2 separate regions of the Ovis aries genome follow, and region 2 is linked to region 1. Evidence: chromatin contacts called from public Hi-C data. All regions are on one chromosome and are shown on one strand. Each heading gives the region's core, a stretch centred on a gene start, on an enhancer-like site or on the middle of the called end of the contact. The rest is flanking DNA. Distances are from core to core; before and after follow the strand shown. Region 1 has its middle 62 kb from the start of ALDH1A1. Region 2 has its middle 82 kb from the start of ALDH1A1.

What was found. A called contact is a pair of places that touch in the nucleus more often than the background predicts.
Region 2: a contact with region 1 is called in a Hi-C map of omental adipose tissue, with 2.7 times the contacts expected there. The contact joins two enhancer-like sites. A contact is called at or near these places in 7 of 16 Hi-C or Micro-C datasets (hypothalamus, liver, muscle and 3 more).

Annotation. Positions count from the first base shown.
Region 1 is chr2:63,686,253-63,688,836 of ARS-UI_Ramb_v3.0, reverse strand. No RefSeq gene overlaps it. Among named protein-coding and RNA genes, the nearest start is that of ALDH1A1, 62 kb to the left of the region's middle. Within about 2 kb of position 1,301, at least 8 of the 54 cell types and tissues checked have an H3K27ac peak or open chromatin away from gene starts, as enhancers often do.
Region 2 is chr2:63,829,522-63,832,105 of ARS-UI_Ramb_v3.0, reverse strand. No RefSeq gene overlaps it. Among named protein-coding and RNA genes, the nearest start is that of ALDH1A1, 82 kb to the right of the region's middle. Within about 2 kb of position 1,300, at least 1 of the 54 cell types and tissues checked has an H3K27ac peak or open chromatin away from gene starts, as enhancers often do.

The sequences.
Region 1 (2,584 bases), core at 52-2,551:
AGGCTGCATCCTGGGCTGAAGTCCTGAGTTTGTCTGCCAAATAAAGCTTAGCTCTCAGTTTTAAGGTTGTGCTTTTTTTTTCTTTTTCCCTCAGTCAACAGTCCCATGGTCAGGAGTTCAGTCTCTGAAGGATCAAAAGCACTCCAGGAACTGTTTCTAAAAAGAAGAAAAGAATGTATCAAGAGAGAATCCATTTGCTCCCATATCCTAGAGGTCTGCACTGTGGTCCTCCTCTTGGGGTTTTCCAGAGGCTCCCTGCAGCAGCCTTGTTTACCCAGATGCTTAGGATCTTAGAATCTGCCACTGTGAGGCTACAAGTGGTCAGGCAGGACCACTAGACTTGCTGAAGAAACTTCTTTTGCCTTTTTTTTATTTTTTAATTAATCATTTCTTTTTCTTTTCTTTTTTCTAGCTCTTTTTTCTTGGTCATAGCTCCTTCTTAATTTATTTCTAAACTCTTAAAAACCTTCCCACATTACACAGGTAAATTTTACAGTTCATCAGTGCAAATTTTTATTTCTCCTTTGTTTTCCCTTCCCCCTAATTTACAGTCAATCCAGTCAATCCTATCAAATCAGTCAATCCTAAAGGAAATCAACCCTGACTATTCATTGGAAGGACTTGATGCTGAAGTGGAAACTCCAGTACTTTGGCCACCAGATGCGAAGAGCTGACCCGTTGGAAAAGACCCTAATGCTGGGAAAGATTGAGGGCAGGAAGAGAAGGGGGTGACAGTATGTGAGATGGTTGGAGGGCATCATAGATTCAATGGACATGAGTTTGAGCAAATTCCAGGAGACAGTAAAGGACAGGGAAGCCTGGTGTGCTGCAACCCACGGGGTCACAGAATTGGACACAACTGAGCTACTAAGCAACAACTGCTTTACAAGATCTGAAATTTTACTTAATCCACAACATTCTTTTCATCATCTGTAATCACTCATATAAAAATGTGAGAGGAATAAAAAACATTAGTCAGTTTAAAATCTCAACTTTTACCCTGTTCTAGCAAATTTATAATAAGTCTATAGCATTCACTTATTTTAGCTGGTTCATATCCCCATGCATACCTTTTTATTTGAGAATCAACGCATAAAGATTTCTCTAATTGTACAGCATTTGAATTATCGCTGTAAGTGTCCCAGGAGCCATAAGAAGTCTAAAAGTGGCTGCCAGGTCTTGTGCAACTTCCAAGACTGTGTATAGTCTTCATGAAATCAGAATAGTTCAGGGTCACCGTAGCCAGAGGAATGTGAATGTTCTTATTGCTCCCTGTTTCAGTTCCGTTGCATGGGACAGTACTGATTCCCTCTGGGACATCATGACCTTTTGTCTTGCCTAGCCAACACAAAAGGCCAGTGTACTCAGTTGAGGAACTCCTGGCCCTGGCCTGTGACTCCCCAGCTGGCAGATTCAGGTGACAAAAACAAGTGAATCTCCTTGATTCAGGTGACAGAATCGAGGCAGAGCTCAAACAGGGTCTGTTCCAACAAGCCATGGGTGAGGTCCCAACCTTTGTCCTCAGTTACTATACATTTCTACTCCTGGACTTGAACTCTGCTGTATCATAACAGTTTTTAAAGAGAATTGCTGAATAAGATGATTTACTGCCCTGCCAATCTGATGGGCCTGCCAACCTCTTCCACCTGCCCCACCATTGGGGTACACACTGCCCACTCAGGGTGCAGCCTAGTGTGTGAGCTCAGCATTGATATGTGGAAGGGGAGCCCTCTCTTGCTTTGCTTCCCCTCACACATGATTAGTTTTAGGAGTGACTGAGTTAGGGGAAGTCAGTAATTGGGAGAGGACACTGCCGGGTTTATGCTAGTACTACCAAGGGGGTGCAGTAAGCCTTGTTCTGGGAGTGCTGCCATAAGCTGCCGAGTGAAACAAATCCCGATGTGACAGGCCACTGCTGGGATGACACCCAAGTAAATGAGCAAATGGGAAGAACATCTCCCTTTTCTCCGTTTGCCTTTCAGTCTCTGTTGTGCCCCCACTGGTAGAATCTAACAGGAAACTTGCTGGAAAGGAGGCAGACTATTTGCAAAGTTGAAACCTAGGTATCACAGAGCGGAGTATAGAAGGATGGGTTTGGAGATGATATACATTATGTTAATATTCAGCTCAGCACAAAACTGATCGTTAATTTAGTCTACTGCACAACATGTATAAAAGCAACTTGAATTGGCTTACTTTCCATATTATAAAAGCAGTATATACTTATTGAGTAAAACTTGGCAAAATAATATGTCTCCTATAATCCTACAGTTTAAAAAATTGGTATATCTTTTGCCCTTATTACACACAGACAAACACACACATACACACACACATTTTTTAATGAAGTATAGTTGACTTACAATATTGTGTTATTGGGAGTACAGCAAAGTTATTTGGTTATACATATATCTTATTTTGTTTGATTCTTCTCAAAATATTAAATATAGTTACCTGTGTTATATATAAGTCCTTGTCATTAATCTATTTTATATATCCATTGATTCCATACTCATAATTTATCTCTCCTTCACCCCTTTCCCTTTGGTAACCATAAGTCTGTTTTCTGTGTCCACATACACAT
Region 2 (2,584 bases), core at 51-2,550, 140 kb before region 1:
TTCCTAATAATTTTAAAATGCATGAAGATCACTTGCCTTGCATTTTAAGTTGGCCAAACTCCTTGCTTCTTGGGGGAATTTTATTTCATTAACTAGCAGATCTGGTTCATTTTCTCACTGCTAAAATGGCACAAAGGCAAGCTTCAGCCAGATAGATAAACAGTGTTCTACCTGCGGATGACTTTTCTTTGAAATCAAGTCACTGGGAATCCCAAGACACCACCTGACATGCATCTGGTATCGCTGTGTCCACTAGTGTGGACTCGACTGTCAGAGGTCTGGCATTCAGTCCTGGTCCTCTCTGACTCCTCACATGTAGCGGGCTATTTATGAATTAGTGGGTTGGCCGCCCTGAGTCAGAATGTTATTTTTCCTCAAGTCCTGATTTCACAGACAAGAGTCTCAAACCCACCGATTTCATACAGCTTCAGTGACAATTCCAATTCCTATGTTGATGTTCCTAGGAACACCTACTTGCTAGATCTTGGATAATGTACTAATAGACCGTAGATACAAAGGAAAAAATTGAATAATCAAGAAGCAGATCCTAAGTGTCTACTGGAGTAAGAGAATGAATAAAAATGATCAGTATTCTCTCCTAGCTATCTCAGCCAAGCATACAGACTATTTAAATACCCTTCCTGTAAAGGAACTATTCCACTTAGAATTTTCTGAGAAATACCTAGAAAATATAACTAATGTAAATTTACTCGCATCATTTGAATGATAGAATTGGCAATGCAAATGGAAACTTCCTAGTAACCCTGAATGAAGATCTTTTCAGGTATTTATTTAAAGAAGAGGAGACTTCCAGGTTTGCTTTCTGGCCTGTTGTTAAGTCATTCCAATAAAAACAACTCGATATATTTAGTCTCCTCAGTCAATAGTATTTTATTATCTTTAGGGATTGTTTTGGTCTCCACATAGAGGTTGGACTGCCAAAAAGATAAACCAAGATATGAAACTTACTCTATTCTTCAAAATTAAAAATTATTTTCCCTGGTGATATGGGCATGACTCCCAACTGAATCATCCAAAATAAACTAGTTAATTAGTTCCAGGATGGATAAGACAGACTATCCACAAAAAGATTATACTACATATAAGCTTATAAATATTCATTCTCTTATGTTGATAGTACTATATTTGGTCTATGGATGTGTAAAGAAAGTGAGTGAGCCTAGTAAGACTTTAAAAATGTTGTTCATCTCAGTGCATTGATTAAGATGACAGGCCAGGATTCAAATGCCACCCCTGCCACCTACTGTTGTGTGAGTATATGCTGTGTGTGTTCTCTACTACTTGTGTTGTGTTCTCTACTCTCACTTCCTTCTTCTCCCTTCCTCTCCTACCCCCACCCTAAACTCTCCTGGACCATGATCTCCCGAGGGTCAAGTTCTGGGTCACCTCTATCCCAGCCCTACCTGCACTGTCTAGCCTGAGGCTTTGCCCAAAGGACTCCTCAGCAAATGCTTGTTTAAGGATGTTTTTAAAAATGCTTTTCAGAAACTCCGTAGCAAAAGGCTAAACCTCTCATTGTGGACTGTGCATGGTAACTATACATTTCAAACTAAGCTCAGGACATTTATTCTGACAAGGTATGAGAATATTTCTGGCACAATAGAGTGCATGTTTTGGAATGAAAAAGACCTAGCTTTGAATTCTGCCCTGAATTTACCACTTAGCCTGCAACTTTGAACAGTTATAAAAATGTTGGTTGTTGTTCAGCCGCTCAGTTCTGTCTGACTCTTTGCGACCCCATGGACTGCAGCATGCCAGGCTTCCCTGTCCTTCACCATCTCCTTGAGTTTGCTCAAACTCATGTCCATTGAGTCGATGATGCCATCCAACCATCTCATACTCTTGCCTCCTTCTCATCCTTTCCTCAATCTTTCCGTGGATCAGGGTCTTTTCCAGTGAGTCAGTTCTTCCCATCGAGTGGCCAAAGTATTGGAGCTTCAGCTTCAGCATCAGTCCTTCCAGTGAATATTCAGGATTGATTTCTTTTAGTATTGTTTGGTTTTATCTCCTTGCAGTCCAAGGGACTCTCAAGAGTCTTCTCCAGCACCACAGTTTGAAAGCATCAATTCTTTGGCACTCAGCCTTCTCTATGATCCAACTCACATCTGTACACGACTACTGAAAAAGCCATATCTTTGACTAAATGGACCTTTGTTGGCAAAGTGATGTCTCTGCTTTTTAATATGCTCTCTAGGTTTGTCATCACTTTTCTTCCAAGGAGGAAGCATCTTTTAATTTCAGTCATATATTTATTCTAGGGATGCTCTGAAGATTTCACCACAGTCAATGTGAAGTGGCTAGTTCAGGATAGTAGTTCCTAGCAGCTAGAACATGCTATGACTTTGGGCTAATTCCATCCTCACCGCCCCAGCCACAGTCTTCATCTCTGGAGTGGAGATAATAACTTCCTTGCACTAGCTGCAGGAATTAGATGAAGCCATGATGTGCTTCAGTTCAATTCAGTTCAGTCACTCAGCCGTGTCCGACTCTTTGCGACCTCATGAATCGCAGCACGCCAGGCCTCCCTGTCCATCACCAACTCCCAGAGTTCACTCAGACTCGC